2 separate regions of the Mus musculus genome follow, and region 1 is linked to region 2. The links are chromatin contacts, called in public promoter capture Hi-C maps. All regions are on one chromosome and are shown on one strand. The core of a region is the stretch at or near the end of the contact, and the rest is flanking DNA. Distances in the headings are between cores, read along the strand shown.

Region 1 (4,308 bases), core at 1,519-4,018, 110 kb before region 2:
AACAATACAATTCTTAAAAGCTCATGAATCAATGTGGAAATAGCATGGGAGACTGGAAACTATCTTTAACTGGATGAAAACAAAACACAACTTATGTGAATTAATGAAACACAGCAAAAGTTGCTACGAGGACAAAGGGTACATCTTCATTCATATTAGAAAGTGGTGAGCTCAAATCCATGATCTGTATTGGTTTGTTTGTTTAAGGGGTTGTTTTGTTTTGTTACTTTTTGTGTTTTGTTTGTTTGTTTGTTTTTAGGACAGGTTTCTCTGTGTAGTCCTGGCTGTTCTGGAACTCACTCTGTAGACCAGACTGAGATTAAAGGTGTGTCCCTCTGCTGGTGTGTGTTTTAATCTAAGTAAAAAGCAAAATAAACCCAAAGCAGAGGGGAGAGAAAGCAAAGAGAAACATCCACGAAACAGAAAAAGGATCCACGAAAAAAGCAAACCAATAAAACTGTCAATAAAATGAGCAAATTGGCCAGACTTACCAAAAGAAAGAGAAGGCAAATTAGGAAGGAAAGAGGAGTATTGTCACCCACGGTAACAGTGAGAAGGCTAATAAGGCAACAGTACTCCCAATGTTATGCTAACAGTGGACAGCTCAGGCCCAACAGACAGTTCAGAGAATAAAGGTACCTACAACCAACCCGGAGGAGTGAATTCAGGTCCAGGAACCCACACAGTGGAGAGAGAACTGACTCCTGCAAGCTACCCTCTGATGCATACCTCACTTGACAAAGACTCTGGATCACTTGGCCGATTGTGTCTTTTGCAGTGTTAGATCTCCAAATTCTAACTCAGGCACACTCCAAGCAAGTGTGAGCAACACTTGCTAAACTTGCTAACACTGTATTTGTCTTCTGTTTGCATGGAAATTCAATAAGGTCTTTGGGAAGACAGATAGAAGTAGGCATGGGGATCATGCCCTAGACCAGACCATGGCTTTTTGCTTTTTAAATGACATTCGGATACAGATGTGACGTGCATGCTTTTAATTCCAGTACTTAGAAGGCTGAGGCAGGTGGATTCCTATGAGTTTTGAGACCAGCCTGGTATACATAGCAAGTTTCAGGCCAGCCAGGGTTCCAATAAGTAAACATAAATAAATACATTATATTTTGTTACTAACAATAGAAAGGAGATGTGCTACAAAGTCAAACAGTGTTGGGCTTTATTCATTTAATGTGTGATCAACAGGTATTAACATACCGAAAGTGCTATAGTACTCGACTATAAATATTGATTTGCTAAAGATACAATGGACCCCACCAAGAATACAAATACTGGAAAGATCCATTTACAATTCAGAAGATGAGCTTGACTTGAATGGATGTATTTTCTCGGCATATTTTAGTCAAGACTTTAGGATCATAAATATTTAAAAGAGCAAAAACCTTTACAGAACATCCCCAGAAGACACAAGTCCAGAAACTGCATTACCTCGCTCCACGCCCTGCCTCAGATCAGTGGCAGGCACAGGCTTGACGGCTTCATAGACAGACCCACAGGACTAGAACCAGGTCCACTGGTTCCAGTAGCTAACCCAGGGTCAGATGGGACCAGAGATACATGTTAATAAATACCACACTTAGCTAGAGCTTCTCTTCATATCATATAAACATTTTGTCTTTTAAACAAACACCAAAATTAGAAGCCATGACTTGAATTTCAACATGAAACACTTCAGCTTTAAGGTTAAATAAGAACATGGAGAGACTTAATTATCTTTAAACAAACAAACAAATGCAAATGAATTCTTCCCCAGGGCAAGGGAAAGAAAACCCCTAGCTACTTTTACTGTCATACCTGTCTGCCCAGAGACACCCATATACAGAAACAATTAGAATGCCCAAGAATTACTCTCCAGTAGTTTTAAGGGAGCAAACTAAAAGAGCAGCTGTATAGGTGATGTAAGGTATATTCATAACACATTTGATGCAGATTGTCTGTTACATATCATTGCATACACTTAAAGCAGTACCTGTGTTGGCATCTGGATTAGATATATCATGATAAAAGTGTAGAATATGCAGAATATAAGGATATACTAAATTCTGGTAGGTGAGCACCCTGGGAAAAGAGGGCCACAAAGCAGGTCACGGTTGTCCTTGTAACCGTTTAAGGGGTGGACAGGGTGACTTGGCATACAGATGTTATTCACTGAATTATTGTGCGAAATATTTTGTTTATAAAAGGAATAGAATATTTTATTAGATTCATCAAATATTTTTACCTATCCATAACACAGCTTCCTTTCTTAATAACCAAGCAAAGAGTGTTTCTCCTTTCTCAAGTATTTGCTTATTACAACACTGTAAGTACCAGGGCAGTATTGAGAGACTTGGTTTTAACCGCCAAAAAAAAAAAAAAAGTCTCCAGAGACAGGGAGTACCAGAGGACACTAGCCTTGGTTTGAATTTCAGAAACAAGTCCTCCCCTAAGCTACCTGGAAGCCTAGGCTGAGAAAGCAGCCTTAGAGGAGGGATTGGGTTTCAGACACAAGCTATACTCTGAAAAAGCAGGTGAGAAACAGGATGGATGCCCCTTCCGTGGACCACAGGATGGGACAGCAGACCCGGGCTGCCTGGGGACCGAGGGTGAGACATCCCGCAGCCCTGGGGGCCAGGACTTTCCTAGATCACTCACCTGTGCTCGCTGTGGACCCTCAGCGGCCCTAGAGGCTGGCTCGCCCAGCCCCACTTGACATCAAACCTTGGACCACTCAACCGCAGCCAGGGTCCCTAGTAGGAAGCGGATTGGGTACCAGCAGGGAAGCCCTGCCCTAGGCGGTTGCTATGGACGCTCACGAGCGTAGTAACCGTGCAAGGATAGCGGGTGTTGGGAGACTAGAGCGTCCAGGAGGCACTGGAACTCCCTATCCATTCCAAGGCGCACCAGCTACCTTTGGGATCTTCCCTCTTTTAAGTTTTCAGTAAACACAAATAATATTTCTGTCGACACCGCCACATGTTTTACTTACAAGTCCATCACTGTCACATCCTTCCAAGACCTAATAAAATTTCTTTTACCAGGTGAGGGGGTTGGGGCAGTCATTGGCCTAGCCACACCCAGTGGTAGAGCATCCCTAAAATGCAGACCTAGAGGATTTAATACTCCTTGAGGTGGCATCCTAGCTGTGCCAGCCCTAACAATTCACACTGGTAACTGTTAAGAGGAAAGACACCCCCCCCCCCCCCAGTTAATCACTCTTGGTGTTCCTTGTGTGCCATTCCCAGGATGAGGCAGCTCCCAGGGGATCTTAACATGTGACAATAGGCATGCAGAGGGGAGTGGGTCGTCAGTTTTACCCATTTAGAAACTTGGTTATTGCAGAGGCTGGTGCCAACTGAAGTCATAAGAAGGTGAACAGGGACGGCTAGAGTGGTACCAGCAGGGTGCACATTAAGTGACTTTGGCTTTCTGACAATGAGCACAGAATGCTTGTCTCAAGAAGCCGGGGGTGGGTAACTACAGAGACCACCTGACGGTCCCATGCTTAGTCTGGATGCATGACTGGGTAAGCTACACAGAGGCTGTCATATCCCACGCAGGACTGCGTTGCTAGCCTTCTCTTTTTCCTGTTCTCCCTCCTGACAGCAACTCCTGATCCTGATTCGAGATGCCTTTCCAAGCAACCATCTCCCTCTCAAGTGTAGTAAACTTCTTTTTCTTGATTCTCGGGACTCAGGATGGGCTTCAGTGATGCCCCCAAGCTGCTGCCAACATGATATGTTACCTCTTGGGGCCTGAGAGTTGGAAATTTCTGAACCAAATTTAACGGAGATCTAGTGAAGATGGAGTCATCTTTCATGCTCTGTATTGTACCATCTTCAATATGATGTGGACTGAGCATTGGTCATCCAGTGTTTGATTTAGAAACAGGGGAAATCACAGCACAACCTGGTCTTTGAAGCAATGCATGAACATACAAGTGTTATAAACTTCCTGGTTAAATTGGGTTAAATTGATCAACTCTATTTACGGGGGGTAGGGGGGAAGCAATCAATTTAAAAACAAAACAAAACAAACAAAAACATATGTTAGATACCCTTGTATGATTGCCAAGTGTTTGCCAGAATTAAAAGGTAATTATCATCCTTGCACCTTATCGTGCTTGCCACAAAGTAGTTAAGCAACCAACATTTGTGGTTTGCATGCACACATGTGCTGCTTAGCAGAGGAGGATACTTACCAGAGGTTTGGACATAGAGAGGCAATGGAGCTGACTGAGACAACTTTGCCTAAAGAGAAGGCTGCTTGAGGCCAACTCTATAACTTCCTTCCTCTGTCCTACTGTCACCAGAC
Region 2 (4,560 bases), core at 1,322-3,821:
TTAACCCTCCCTTCGACTCACATCTCCTCTAAAGCGTTCTCCTGATCCCAAGCTTTCTTTCCATTTTTTCCCGTTCTCTGCCCAAAACCCACTAGTGGATGGGTGATACCACCTGCTAACTTTGCCAAAGTCATCAAGCAAGGTTCCATGCCGGCTGTCCATCCTCAGGGCCCCGTCGATAGCACGCTACTAGTTAAACAGAGAGCATGGCCATTGAGGGAAAATTCAGAAGGGAACCAACCTTTCATCCCAGGCACAGGTCTGGAGACTGAGGCAGGATTGCAAATTCAAGGCTAAGGGAACTACAGTATGAGTTGAAGGATTCCTGCCCAACTTAGTGAGACCGTAGCAAGGTTTCAGCTCAGTGGGAGAGCACTTGTCTAACATGTGGTCTCCAGAACTATTTTAAAAGTGTAGATGGGCATACACAGGCAAACCATCATACACACCCAACATCCTGATACACACAAACATGAACACACACCTAGAAACACACAACATATACACAGATACAGAAACGGAAATACCTACGGACAGACCCCAACACACACCAAACACATATACACAGAGACAGGTAGAGAACTCCCATATTCAGACACACACTGGAATACACACATACACACACACCACACCACACCACACACACTAATCCATTTGCTAGGAGAAGATAAGGTGGGAATTTTAAGGCCATTCACTATGACCACAAGCCCAGATGCTCACAGCACAGAAGGAAATGAAGATCTCAGGTCTGCACGTGGGAGGGAAGGTGTCATGGGACCTGCAGATTATTCTGTATTTCAGAAGAGAGGCCTCTTCCTGCCCAGCGCAGGTCCTAGGACAGGAGGCTTAGCACTCACCAAAGGGCAGGCACTTGGATGATGCCCCAGCTTTATATCTTCAAGCAGGAAGAAAGAAGGGATACCCCAGGGCCTGTCTACCCCAACCCAGTTGGAAGCATCTCCCAGACAAGCTGCAGCATCTGAATTTGAACCCAGAGCTCTGACTTCCCAGGCTCTTGGCCAGCAACACTTCCCAGTCTTCTCACACTCACGCTCAGCTTAAGTGCACACAAACAGAAGCTGTCAACCTGGAGATGTGTCTTTGGGGGACCCTGAGGTTCTGGACCCACATAAACATGCCCTCAAGTAGGGTACAAGACTCTGTCTTAACCTAACCCAAGTGTGGGTCTCCTTATGTGTAGAGATGGGAGTCTTTTCTCCCTCATCTTTCCCTATCCTGATCTACATATTAAGGTGCCTTGTCAATCATAAGGTTTCTCACTATTAGAAAACAGTATTTAGTGTTTTTTGATCCTTTCTCTAAATAATTCCTAAATAATCAACCTGGGTATTAATTAATCCTTTGAAGAAACTCTCTTGGATGTGTAGCTGGCTCTTGGTTTTGTTTTGTTTTGTTTTGTTTTGTTTTTCCTTTAGATTCATTATCTTTGGGGATGGGGATAGAGGATTAGGAAGTATTCCCTTCTATGTAGCTCAGGCTTGCCTCAAACTCTAACTACATAGCTCTGGTTGGTGAACACACTGTGTTGCCAAGGCAAGCCTCAAATTCATGGCAATCCTCCTGTCTCTGCCTCCAGAGTATTGGGCATACAGATGTATAGCACCATGTCTAACCTTATAGATACTTAGTAATAAAGACATGAGCTAGGCCTGATTGGACATTTTGGAGGTTCTCCATTTTGTTAAGACTTAGTTATGCATCTGTGGGATATCTTAGTATATGCCCTTCCAAAGAACAATAAAATATAATGAGGTATCAATATAAATATAAATGTACAGATATAAATATAGATGTGTATGTGTATGAAAGCACTATTATAAACCCATTTCTTTGTATAATAGTAAAAACTTTAAAATGAGTAGAAAATATATTTTTTAAATGATAAAAGCCCTTACCTCCAGCCTCCATGGAATACATACATACATAGATGCTTTTGTGTGGTTTGGTATGTACTTATATTTACATGACATTGTTAACCCTGACTATATAGGACAGTCATTTGGACATTTTGTTTTTGTGACAAAGTCTGTTGTATAGCCCTGACTGGCCTAGATTTCCCTATATAGATCAAACTGACTTCAAACTGAGAGATCGGCTGTGTCTGACTCCAAGTGCAGGATCAAAGGTGTGTACCACCACACTTGGCTCTCATTTGGCCATCGTTATAAACTGTAAGCCTCAGGCTGGAGAGATGGCTCAGTGATTAAGGGCACTAGCTGTTCTTTCAGAGGACCCGGGTTCGATTCTCAGCATCCCTGAAGCAGTTTACAACTGTCTATAACTCTAGTTCCAGGGGATCTGACATCCTCACATGTACATACAGGCAAAACACCCAGGGGTAGACCTTAAACATTAGTGTGTGTTGGATAGTCTCAGGTGACAGGTGATGTGAACTGTGATCTTGAACTCCTTTAACCAAGTGGAAGAACTGTCCTGAAAAGGGCATGACCCATAGAGTTTGGGTGTGTACCTTTGACTTCCTGACTAGCCTTCCCTCTTTGTCAACACAAGTGTCTGACTTGGAAGGAGGGGACCCATCAATGGTACCTGAATAATTCCTGGGGTTCCACGTCTTTTTCTGGACCTCTTGGCTACTTTCTAGCCCAGAGAGGCTGCTTTCTGGCCTAGAGATCATTTTTGGTATCCTGCAGCCCCCTGAACTCTAGGTCCCAGATCCCTTGTTGTCCTCTGTCTGTTGCAGTCAGCCATGGTCTTGCTGCTCCCCTGAGGTGGTTCAGTAGCCAGGCATCTGTCACGGTGAGTAGAGGCATTGTGACATCAGCAGTTGTCAGGTTTCCCTGCCCTGAATCTTCTCCTCAGGGAGCTCACTGGCCGAAGACATAGTCATTAAAGGTGAATGTTAGGGCAACCCATCCTTGACCTAGACAGAGAGTCCAAGACCAGGCACTCTGCATAAATGACCTCATTCGGGGTGTTCAGACTCAGAGAATGAAGAAGATACCGGCTTGAATCTCACTTCCAACAAAATTACTCTGAACCAGACCTGACCAGTTCTGAAGACAAGTGAGTCCAGGAGTTCAAATCCTTTGTGCCAAGATCAACTAGAAAGCCAATAATGGTGCATATGACTAGGTCCTCTCCCCAGCCACACCCTACATGATAGTCTGGCTCCAAGACCTGCAGTGGAAACAAAGAATTGGTTGCATTAACAAGGTACTTTGGGAGAAATTGGAGAGAGAATTTTTATCTTCAAAGACATTGGACGGCACTTAGGAGACAGACTGGAGAGCTCTGCTTTTAATCCTCTAACCCTAGTCACAATTTTATGTCAAATGTTTCTTGATGGGACCATGTTTCTTTTCCTCTGCTCTCAGGCTTACCCTCAACTTGTCCAGAAGGGATCTGAAGCTGCACTTCTGAGACTCAAACAAGCACGTGATCTGTCTGCAAAGCAAGTACCTGGCCTTCCTCAGAACCATCACCATTTTCTAATGCTGGCTTCTCCAACTCAAAGCCCAGGCAGAGCTCTTATGATTATTCTGTTTACCTGCTGGGATTCTTGCCTCCCTCTAGATTCTAGTCCCTCCTCAGTGGTGGTGCCTTCTCTTTCATCAGCTTTTGCCTGAATCAGCTACACCACAGATTCACCGAGCTCCTTCTTTCCAGCCTCGAGTGTCTTCACTCAGTGTTTCTAACAGGCTCCTCCCTTTTCGCATTGAGGAAGTACGAATCCTGTGAGAAGGTGTATGTGAAGAGGTGCAGGGAGGCTCAGATTTTGGGTAGGGCGGGATTTGTGTTGAGCCAGCCAGGCTGGGGAAGTTGGTGGGCATCCCTGTGTCTAGCACAGATCTGGTTGGAAGTACAACAGATGGGGAGGTAACTGTCATAGGATTCCCCAAAACTTCCAAACTCCCTATCCATAAGCCTCCTGTAGAGTAAAGGACGCTCAGTTGCTTGTATAGTATAGATAGTATAGTATAGTATAGTATAGTATAGTATAGTATAGTATAGATACTGATCATGTGAGATGGCACAGGACCTAGGACAGACAGACCACTGGAGAGGCTAGAGAGATGCCTGCCCATGCACAAAGTACTTTAGGAGGCCATGACACTCAGCTGGTCCATGTCTATGTCACTCCTGGCCAGACTCCAAACCAAGAAAAGAAAATCTGTAGCCTGAGTTGTTTGCCTCCCACAGGGCTTGCCTGGCCTTTGGCTGCTGGCTGCAGGGAGATGCATTTTTCCTTCCTCTGTGGGCAGCAAATTCCCCACAAGTCAGATGCTGTGTATGTGGCCTCACCACATGCTTCTACTGAGGCTTTTGGGTGCCTCCTTTCTTTTATAAGAGTTGCCTATAATGGTGTCTCTTCACAGCAATAGAAGAGTGACTAAGACAGGTGGACCATCCTTAACCCGAAGTTTGAAATGCTCCCAAACTTGAAACTTCTTGAGAGAAGACATGTTACAAGGAGAGAACTTGACTCATGACTTCATGTGAAAAGTTAAAATGCAGTCAAAATGCAGATATACAGAATTATCTTTAGGCTGTCCTCATACAATGTATATGGACAGTCAT

The links. Capture Hi-C pulls out chosen DNA fragments and counts their contacts.
Region 1: a promoter capture Hi-C map of adipose tissue shows a contact between it and region 2. The contact joins the promoter of Tekt3 here to the promoter of Cdrt4os2 in region 2. A contact is called at or near these places in 5 of 39 promoter capture datasets (liver, macrophages, maxillary cranial neural crest and 1 more), 1 of 484 Hi-C or Micro-C datasets (muscle stem cells), 2 of 115 datasets of contacts at active chromatin or transcription factors (embryonic stem cells and intestinal villus epithelium) and 4 of 9 other capture datasets (adipose tissue, liver, macrophages and 1 more).

What each region holds. Positions count from the first base shown.
Region 1 is chr11:63,060,119-63,064,426 of GRCm38.p6, reverse strand. Tekt3 (tektin 3) reads right to left here and starts at 2,768. Exons shown (of 8, transcript NM_027660.1): 1 at 2,650-2,768.
Region 2 is chr11:62,949,390-62,953,949 of GRCm38.p6, reverse strand. It overlaps Cdrt4os2 (a long non-coding RNA gene), which reads left to right and starts at 2,571. Exons shown (of 2, transcript XR_388729.3): 1 at 2,571-3,195; 2 at 3,357-4,560. Cdrt4 (CMT1A duplicated region transcript 4) reads right to left here and starts at 2,757. Exons shown (of 2, transcript NM_025496.1): 1 at 2,569-2,757. The coding sequence starts at 2,656.